Linked DNA regions of Mus musculus: region 1 is linked to region 2. Evidence: chromatin contacts called from public HiChIP or PLAC-seq data. All regions are on one chromosome and are shown on one strand. The core of a region is the stretch at or near the end of the contact, and the rest is flanking DNA. Distances in the headings are between cores, read along the strand shown. Region 1 holds the start of Lrfn1 (leucine rich repeat and fibronectin type III domain containing 1). Region 2 holds the start of Rps16 (ribosomal protein S16).

What was found. HiChIP or PLAC-seq counts read pairs in DNA pulled down with a chosen protein or histone mark.
Region 1: a contact with region 2 is called in an H3K27ac HiChIP or PLAC-seq map of microglia, with 7 times the contacts expected there. The contact joins the promoter of Lrfn1 here to the promoter of Rps16 in region 2. A contact is called at or near these places in 2 of 39 promoter capture datasets (liver and pre-B cells), 2 of 484 Hi-C or Micro-C datasets (CD4 T cells and Th17 cells), 4 of 115 datasets of contacts at active chromatin or transcription factors (the HPC-7 cell line, embryonic stem cells and microglia) and 3 of 9 other capture datasets (adipose tissue, liver and pancreatic islet).

Annotation. Positions count from the first base shown.
Region 1 is chr7:28,449,630-28,454,655 of GRCm38.p6, forward strand. Lrfn1 (leucine rich repeat and fibronectin type III domain containing 1) reads left to right here and starts at 2,609. Exons shown (of 5, transcript NM_001141921.1): 1 at 2,609-2,707; 2 at 4,868-4,900.
Region 2 is chr7:28,346,865-28,352,116 of GRCm38.p6, forward strand. It overlaps Rps16 (ribosomal protein S16), which reads left to right and starts at 3,825. Exons shown (of 5, transcript NM_013647.2): 1 at 3,825-3,987; 2 at 4,128-4,229. The coding sequence starts at 3,940. AF357399 (snoRNA AF357399) reads left to right here and starts at 4,676; the gene lies at 4,676-4,769.

The DNA of each region.
Region 1 (5,026 bases), core at 1,359-3,858, 100 kb after region 2:
TCTTAACCGCTGACCATCTCTCCAGCTCCCTACCCGAACTCAGAGATCAGCCTGCCTCTGCCTCCTGAGTGCTGGGATTAAAGGCAGGAGGCACCATCACCTGGCTTTTCTTTCTTTTTAAAATTATTTTGTCCATGTGAGTGTTTTTCCTGCCTGTGTGTCTGCACACTATGTGCATTTCTGGTGCGTGTGGAGGTCAGAAGAAGATGCTAGATCCCCTGGGACTGGAATTACAGACAATTGTAAGCCACCACACATAGGTGCTGGGACTTGAACCTGGGTGCTCTGCAGTGGCAATCAGCACTCTTAACAAATGAGCCATTTCTGTAGCCCTGGTCTACCAGGTTTATGAGACAGAGTCTCTCACTGGGGCCTACGGCTAGCAGATTAGGCTACATGGGGTGGCCGAAAAGCTCCAGGGATCTACTTGTCTCAGCCTCCACAGAGCCTGGGTTGCTGGAGTGAGCCACCATCCCCCTGTGCTGCACAGCAAGCTCTCCACAGGCTCAGAGATCTCCCCAGTCCTTTTCTCCTGCTGTCTCCTCAGCCCTATACTCCCTTGCTCATGTGGAGATGGTGTCTGGAGAGTGTGGGCAGGCAGTCTGAGAGGGGAGACTAGGAGCATCCCCTGCTGCTCATCTGGGTTTGAATTGGACGATTGTCATCTGCATTGGTGAGCTGTCCTGGGGTTGGGGTGAGGGTCTCCCTATGGGGGGGGGGTCCCTAAGTGGAAAGTGTTTGAGACACTACAGATCTGGGGACTACAGTAAGGTAGATACTGAGAATTTTTCCTTTTTTTTTTTTCCGGTTCTTGCCACTGTGAGTTTTATTTTTTTTTGGGGGGGGGGAGTAAGGGTGGACACGGGAGCAGAGGCACCCAGCGCCACGCCTTGGAAAATTGAGGGAATCAAGGACTTGATTCCCGCTCACAGCCCTGCAGAAGGATGCCAGATCTGTCAAGATCAAGAAGAACAAGGATAATGTGAAGTTCAAGGTTCACTGTAGCCTTTACACCCTGGTGGCCACAGACAAGGAGAAGGCAGAGAAGCTGAAACAGTCCCTGTCCCCAGGTTTGGCAGTGAAGGAGCTGAACTGAACCAGATCTTTGCATTTGACTATTAAAAACTCTGAAAAACTCTATATATTTTGAGGGGAGGCCTTGCTGAGTTTGGGAGTTCATGTGTATGTCAGAAAGTGAAGGAACATGGCCTGAGACACCCAGTGGACTCTGAGAAAAGGGCAGGAGGTAGGCTCTGGGGTAGGAGTTAAACACTGAAGGTCCAAACAAGGAATAAGTAAGGTATTCAGGGATCTACAGGAGTGAGAGTGAGGAAGGGGTTGCAGGGGGCTGAAGGCAGCAGGACTGGTTGCTGGGAGTGAGGGGTGGAGTGGGGGTGGGTGAGGTGGGGGTGGGAAGAAACCTACAGCAAATGGTGGCAGAGGTAAACCAAGGAAGGGGTGCTCTGAAAGGGACAGAGGGAAAGTTCCAAGGTTCCCAAGAGTGTTAAAGGAAGACCTGAGGTATCATTGGAGAAATGAGGAAAGTTTAAGGGTTTCCCATAGGGAGAAGAGATGGTTGGCGTTCCTCAGACATTAGCCATGGCATACAATTGCTACTGGTGGACAGGGAACAGTTTAAAGTCCTTGATGGAGGGAAGACATTGCTGGGGTTGGATCAGTTTTTACTCTGGATGGCTATGAAACATGGCGTGGCTCCTCAGGGTTCACCAGTGAATCAAGCTATGGTAGGCTCTTTATGGACACTGACATATAGTCTGAGTCCTCCCTGGATTTCGGGGTGTGGTCTGTGGACCATCTATCTGAGCCTTGGGTATGATTTAGGATGACTGGGAGGTAGGTTGGTATCTGGATCCCCTGGGATGTTGTGATATGACCTGGGGGGTGCTTCTGGAATTAGAGGTATATGGTTTAGGGTTCCTGACAGGGTGTGCCTCCACCCCTGTCTGAAGTCACGAAAAAGAGTAGAACAGTTCCTGGTTCCAGGTGGCTCTCCAACATGGTCTGGGGCTTCAAAGACCCGCACTCTAAGGATGTGATGGAGAGAGCAGGGGTGTGTGTAGGGGGTCCAAGTAGCCGCTGGGGCGTGGTCTAGGGGACAGGGGTGGGGCCGGGGCGGGGGCTGGACCAGGGCGCTCTGCAGTGGAGAGGGGGTCTGCGGCGACCTGGGAGTGCGTGTGGCCGCCCCACCTCCGGTCCGCGCCCCCTCCCCCCCTTGCGGCGGCGACGCGGAGGGCGGAGCGCGGCGGCGCGCGGGAGGGCGGGCGGGAGGCGGGAGGCGGGCGGGAGGCGGCCCCGCGGCACCGCGCCCCCTCCCCCGACCCTCCCCCCACCATGGCGCGGCGCGAGGCGGCGGCGGCGGTGGGGCCGGGCCCCGGGCCCCCTCCCCCGGGCTGGGTGAGCGTGGCCCACGGCGGCCCCGGGGGCTCTTTGGAGGCGGCGGGCGGGGGCGCGGGGACGAGCGTGCCCGTGTGTCCGCGGCGCTGCGGCGGGGCCCGGCGTGCGCCGGCCCGCGGCCCTGTGTGTGCCGGGCGCCCCGCCGGTGTGGCCATCCGGGCGTGTGCGGGGCCGCGGTCGGCCGTGCGTGTGCATGTGTGCATGTGTGCGTGTGTGCGCGCGTGTGTCCCACACACTCCGGGGCGCCGGATCTGGGGGGCTGTGGCGCGCCCGTCCGAGGGGCTGTGTGCAGGTGTGTGCGGGGGCTGCGCGCCCAGGTGTGCGGGGGGTGGGGGGGCCCAGCGGGCCTTTGCGCGCGTGCGGCTGGCAGCGTTGGGGGTCTGTGTCCGGCTGGGTTGGATGTCCATGCGAGGGGCTGCGGTGCCGGGTGTGTTCGCTCGGGTGTGTGTGTATGTGTATGTCTCTGTGTGTGTCCGTGTGTGTGTTGTGTGCGGTTTGGATGTCTCCAAGGGTGTGTGTGTGTGTGTGTGTGTCTGTGTCAGGTATCCTGCTGGGGTGGGGGCTGAGGCTCAGCGCATAGTGGGGCCAGGTCTCCGAATAGATGGGGGGGGGGGGACTTGGCTGATCCCTCGGTACATGTCAACTGGAGGGGGGGGGTCCTCAGTGATCCTTGGGGGAGACGGCCATGTCTTTCTCCTCTTCTCCGTGGTTGGTTGGGGAGGGGGGATGGGAGGCCGGGAGGTGGACAGATGGAGGAATGAGAGGCCGAGGGATGGACAGATGGGCCCTGGGGTGGGGGCTGAGGGTTGGAGAGTGGAGGGTGGGGTTGAAGACCTGGCCCTTCCCACCCCACCCCACCCTAACTCCCCCACCTGCCGGGCATCTGCAGATAGCGCCCCAGTTGCCTATATCTTGATGGTAAGGCTGGGGAAACTCTGGGGGTTCCTGGTGGCAGAATCTTGTTGGAACCCGGCTTTGGGACTCAACCCCTTCCTGATGGAATCCCACCTGCTGAACTATATGACCTTTGGCCCTGGCTTGTGCCCGATTCTTTTTGGAGAAGGGTGTAACAGGGACTGGAAGGGGTGTTAGAATGTATTTGGCCTGGGAAGTAGGTGGGGCAGGAGAGCCAGGGCCATGAGGGATGGGTAGCAGTGACTGAGTGTGAAGCTAGCTGTTCTGTTGACTGCTCTGGGCTTTGGTATTTTGTGTGCATTTACAAGTGTGTTGGTTCCTCATGGGACTGTGGCCTGAGTGTATCTGCCATGGGTGAGCCTCTTAGAGTGCTTACAAAGTGCCAGTGTGCTTGTTCATGGCTTCCTGCTTTGTCAGTGTGTGTTCGTGCCAGGGGTTCTGTGTACATGTGTGAGGCGTGCACTGACTGTGCACGCGTGTGTCTGTTGGTGCTTTATCTGCTCTATGACTACCCAGTGGGAATATGTGAAGTTGCACGAATGTGTTTAGGTGTGTAAGAGTGTGCACCTATGTATCTTTCATTGTGCAGGTGAGTCTTATATGTGTGAGCCACTGTGTGTTGACAAGTGTGCAAAGGCTATATAGACGTAGCTGTCTGGTTGTCTATTAAGGGGCATGTGGGCTTTTCTGTAGCTGTACATCTGTGAGTGTGCAACGGATAGCCTGTGTGTATGTGTATATGAGTGTTGTATGCAGATATGCCAGCCTTGAGGGTGTGTGTCTATCTTGGGAGTCCTTTCCTACTTTAGTCTCTGGGGACCAGGTTCTGTATGTTTAGGCCTGTATCTCTGCAAGATACATGTGTACCTGTGCCTTGGGCACAAGATTGACCCTAATTCTGGGTCTAGTGAGTGTGATCTGTAGCACACCAAGGCGTAGTGTGTGGTCCTGGAACACAAATGTGACTGTCTCCTGGGCTCAGTGTCCTGAAGGGTATGGAGCACCCAGACTGGGCTGGTGTTCCCTGGGCGAGCTCGGGTTCGGACTCACATAGATCGGGATGGATCCCCCAGTGTAAATGTGGACAGAAAGGAGATGGTAGGAACCCTAGTGCTTCTGGACTCTGGATACCACTCATGTCTTTGAAGTTTGGGAGCCCAGATGAAAACTCTTAAGTTCTAAAAGAAAAGATGTCTGGCCCATATTTCTGAGTCTCAAAAAGAGAAGGCTGGGAATTTGAATTCTAGAGCTGCTAAGAAGAGTGGGTAAATTCCATAGTCAGGAGCCAGTGCAGGAGGGATAAGGTTTCAGAGATCCTGAGACCTCAGAGGGCAAAGCTCACATGCAGGACCCTGAGACGCAGTCACTTAAGGTCTAGACATGACTTTTAGATCCCTCTGAGAGTATGATGATCCTACAGCAGGAGGCCTGAGAAAGTAATCGCTGTAAGGATTCCCTTGGCTTAGATGATCTCCAAGGTAGCTTTTGGTGACTAGAAAAGAGCTCGAAGATGCTAACTGGTTTTGTTCTTTTGCAGGTACCGGCCCAGGCCCTGACTCCTTGAAGAGAGGTGAGTATACTACCTTGGGTTGGGGAAGAGATATGGGGTAAGAGCACTGGTTGTGAGCCAGCCCAGGCCCAGAGCTCTACCTAAGTGGACCCAAGTGCAGGATACCACAGTGTCTGGGGAGGCAGG
Region 2 (5,252 bases), core at 2,575-5,074:
TTAATTAAAAAATTGGGGCTGGTGAGATGGCTCAGTGGGTAAGAGCACCCGACTGCTCTTCCGAAGGTCCAGAGTTCAAATCCCAGCAACCACATGGTGGCTCACAACCATCTGTAACAAGATCTGACTCCCTCTTCTGGTGTGTCTGAAGACAGCTACAGTGTACTTACATATAATAATAAACAAATCTTAAAAAAAAAAAAATTATTGGGGGCTGGCGAGATGGCTCAGCGGGTAAGAGCACTGACTGCTCTTCCGAAGGTCCTGAGTTCAAATCCCAAAAACCATATGGTGGCTCACAACCACCCATTATGAGATCTGGTGCATCTGAAGACAGCTATAATGTACTTATGTATAATAATAAATAAATCTTTTTTAAAAATTATTATATTTGCCGAGTATGTTGGGTCATGCCCAATCCCGGCATTCTAGCATAGCACTTGAGAGATGGAGGCAGCTGGATCTCTGTGGCTTCAAGGCTAGTCTGGTCTACAAATGGAGTTCTAGGTCTGCCAGAAACACATAGTGAGGACCTGTCTCAAAAATATATATATATTATTGGGGCTGGAGAGATGGCTCAGTGGTTAGGAGCAGGAGCACGTGCTGCTCTTCCAGAGGTCCTGGGTTTAATTCCCAGCACCCACATGGCAGATCACGGCTGTCTGTAAGTCCAGTTCCACAGATGGATTCAGGCAAAGCGCTAATGCCTATAAAATAACCTATAAAATAAAAATAAAAAGATCTATCCATATCTATATCTATCTATCTACCTATCTATCTATTATTTTATTTTATGTGGATGGATGTTCTACCTGTATACATATCTATGTACCACATTTGTTCAGTGCCGCAGAGGCCAGAAGAAATTGTCTAATTCTCTGAACCTGAAATTACAGACAGTTAGTTATAAGGTTGGGGGCTAAGGCAGGAGCATCATTAGAAATTCCCAGCCAACTCAGAATATATAGCTGGTTTCCACAAACTGGGTATGATCGTGTAATCTCTGTAGCTAAGAGACAGAAGCAAGAGTATCAGGAATTCAAGGTCATATGTTGGAGGCCAGCCAGGCCAACAAAATATCCTGTTTCACAACACTCATAGAGTGTGCTGGAGAGAGATGGCTCAGCAGTTCAGAGATTGTATGGCTCATGTTCAGTTGTGACGTTCTGTTGGGAAGCTCACACTGACTGTAAATCCAGCGGATTTGATGCCTTCTTCCAACCTCTTTGGGTACCTGGGTACCTGACTTCTTTGGGTCTGTGTACACACACACACACACACACACACACACACACACACACACACACACACACACAGGAGAGGGGAAGGAGGGGAGAGGAGGGGAAGAGAGTGAGAGAGGGAGCATAAATCTTTTTGTTTGTTTTTTGAGACAGGGTTTCTCTGTGAGGCCCTGGCTATCCTCAAACTCAGAACTCCGCATGCCTCTGCCTCCCAAGTGCTGGGATTAAAGGCGTGCACTACCATGGCCTGGCTAGTAAAAGAAATCTTAAAACACACTCAAATGCCGGGCATGGTGGCCCAGCACTCTGGAGGCAGAGGCAGGCAGATTTCTGAGTTTGAGGCCAGCCTGGTCTACAAAGTGAGTTCCAGGACAGCCAGGACTATACAGAGAAACCCTGTCTCGAAAAACAAAAAACAAACAAACAAAAGGAAAAAGATGCGCCCTTTCCTTAAGACACTTAAAACTGGATGCAGAAGTACATACACATCTGTAGTCCCCGTACTGGGGAGGTGGAGGCAGGAGGATCAGGGATTCAAAGTCAGCTTCTCCTTAGCTATATTGTGACTTCCAGCCAGACTGGACTCCAAAAGAAATTGAGAGATGGAGCAGGGGAGTAGGGGGTGGGCTGTAAGGGAGTGGGTGGACAGAAGGACCCACCAGGGCAGGACAAAGAATTTTACTGCCATCTGCTGGAAGTTGACAAATATGAATCTATGATGTCCAGGACAAATATTGTGCTGTGTAGCCATCATATGTCTGCCCACCTCGGAGTTAGCCAGCCTAGAGAGAACACTCGCCAACGCACTCGGCACATTTAGAGTAGATCAGCACCTGGCGAAGAGCAAGCGCTGTTTAAGTGTGACTGTAATCAACATGATTATCACTTATGTGTCTGAAAGACGTTTATCTGCTGAAGATTGTGGTAGTGGGTCAGAAATCCAGAACATCAGCCCTACTGTTTCCTGTGAGCGTGTTCAAGCATGCATAACTGCTTGCACACAGAGCCCAGTGGTTTTCCCCTAACTTCCCAGCTCCAAGAAGGAGTTACCACTGCCAAGGCATGGTCACGCCAGTGTGGACAGTGCTATGCTTTGGTTTGGGCTGGCCTGGAGCACTGACCTTTAATCCAGAGATCCACTGTGTGTCTTCCATCTTATTACATTCAAGTGTGTGTCTGTGTATGCGCGTGCACATGTGGAGCTTGGAAGACAGCCTGCAGGAGTTTGTTCTCTCCTTCTACTCTGTGAGTCCCAGGAACCAAACTCGGGCCCTCAGGCTTGGGCATTTCGCTAGCTAGTTTCTTTTCTTTCTGAAGCAGGGTCACATGTAGCCCAGGCTGGCCAGATATTCATAATGAGGAGAGGATGGCGTCGGGATTCCTCCTGACCCTTCCTCCTCCTTCCAAGTGTTAGTGTTACAGGTGCACATGACCATACCTAGTCTTTTTGTTGACAACTCTGCCTTCCAAATGTCTCCACATCCCTTAATGTCCTCCACACCCTGTGCTGCAAGAGAAACTGAGGCAATCCTGAGAAGCTGTTGCCCAGTGACTTAGAACAATTCTGGGGTGGGTACTATGGAAAAGTTAAAAGCTGGTTTTCCTCAGGTTGGTAGGCTGGAGAATTCTGTGGAGTAAACACATAGAGCGGAGGGTTTAGAGGAGCATTACGGTCACTTGGAAGTTGGAAAGATGGTGGTTAAAAGCACTAACTGCTTTTCCTAGAGAGGACCTGAGTTTGGTTACAGGTACACAAGTTGGGTGTGGCTCAGACACCCTGTAACTACATTTCCAAGGAGATTGGAGGCCTCCCTCGGGAACCTGCCCTCGAAAAAAGTATTAAATCTTAAAACAAGGCTACTTGGAGGATTCTGGATAATGATCTAAGATAACTGCCCTGAAGACAGGTCCTGAGGGTAGTTCTCTAGGGGAGGGTCAAGCTGGGAGAACAATGTCCCTGGAGCAGTTGCTGGGGAGAGGAGCCACCAAAGAGGTAGTTAATTTTGGCAGCGAAAGCAGGCGAAGGCCCGAGTCTGTGAGGAAAAAAAACGTATATAAGGCACAACCAGAAGGCAAGAGAAGTTTATTTAGGAGAGCGCTGGAAAGGGCTTTTAAGGGGTCAGGTTTCCTGGGAAGAAGAGGAAGGCAATTCTGGTGAAAGGCTGATTCGCGACGGGGGATCGTAAGGGCTAGGAAAGAGGGTTCTGGAGGCAAGATTCTGAAAAGCCAGCTTGACTTAGCATAGTGGATGCGGGAAGACTCCGATGGGATGGGGATCCTGGGAAAGGGTGGGAGGAAGAGGGTGAGAATCGGCCTGGAGAAGCGCCGAAGGAGAGCATCGAAGAGCAGGAATGTCTATAAGAACTGGCCGAAAGTCAAGACCAAGGCTGCGGAAAAGCAATGGAAAAAGGAGGCCAGCCCCATCTTCCGAGTTCTGGACGGAGTCCCCACCCTCCGGGTCCCGCACAGCTCCGCCCCTTCCCCTCCGACACCGCCCCCTCCCTTGCCTGAAGGCGTTCCCGCCGCAATTCACACGTCCCCTCTCAGGCTTCGACGTCAGCCGTAAAGCCCGCTTCTGTCGTGACGTAGCACTCAATGCGCCTGCGCAGACCCTGAAAAATCGGCTGGGTTGGCCCCGCGCTTCCCTTTTCCGGTCGCGGCGCTGCGCGGTGTGGAGCTCGTGCTTGTGCTCGGAGCTATGCCGTCCAAGGGTCCGCTGCAGTCCGTGCAGGTCTTCGGACGCAAGGTGTGCCAGGGGCGGCATAGAAAGAGGTGGGGGTGGGGAGGGGGGTGAGAAGGCCCTGGCTGGGTGACATGATGAGCTGGGGCCCGCTGAGCCAGGGTCCCGCGCTCACACGGCCCCGCCGTCTCCCTCGCCCTTCACAGAAAACAGCCACGGCTGTGGCCCACTGCAAACGGGGAAATGGGCTCATCAAGGTGAACGGACGTCCCCTGGAGATGATCGAGCCGCGCACGCTGCAGTACAAGGTGTTGGGGTCGGGCATGGGCGTCCGGGTGGCGAGACGGAAGGGAAGGCCCCGGGATGATAGGGAGTTGAGGTGGGGGAAGGAGGATGGCTTACCTCGCGGTAGACCTTAACCTGGGCTCGGGAAAGATGAAGTCGGAGCTGGTAAAATACATGAAAACGTGGCCTATTCTATAACCTCGAAGCTCTCCAGATGCGAGGGGCCCGTGGCCAGGAGAATAGCACAGTGTATCCGACCTAATTGACGATTTCTGGTCTAGAAGTATGAGTTTACAGCTCATGTGTATACTCCTAGCTCCTTGGAGGATAGCATACTACGAGTTACGAATCCAAAGCGCCGCCGTTTAGGTCAGCATGGGGCTACAACGTGGAACCTTGAAAAATACAATAGGAGTCCTCTGAAGTCTAACATTGGTAGCACTTGTATGGGTTTTTGTTGAACTAGTGGGCAAAAACTGGAAAACAAGTGCAAGAACAAATCCTCTTTTGCAACCCAGAACTCATTGTTGTATGAGTTTTGGTACATGTAAGAAGGAATATCATACCTTGCAGACAATGCATTCTAATGGTAGTGTTGATGTTAATGCCACTAGACCCCCGTGCTTAGTCTAATCCAAGTCTGTCAGGTGACTAAAAAGGACAGTCTGTCAGTTTATTTGAACGATTGGTGTGTGTACCCTGTGTTGTGAATTGGGCCAACACCAGTGATGGAGGTGGCTCTAGGCCTGCCACTCGGGGAGCTTCTGGATAGACTGGTCCTAGGTATTGGACAAATTTGATCCAAAGAGAAGATGGAATGACCACTGTGAGAACAGTGGACCTGTCTGACCTTGCTTCCTGTTTGGGGAAGTTCATAGTTGCCTGTCACTCCATGATTCCAGCTCCTCGGTGTCTCAGGCCCTCTTCTGGTCTCTATGGGCACATATACATGGGACTCTGAGGGGCACAGGGATCCTAGGATAGGCTGCCTCCTTGATTCTGGTGATGGTGGGAACCACACAAAGGGAGATGATGAATGTCCATGG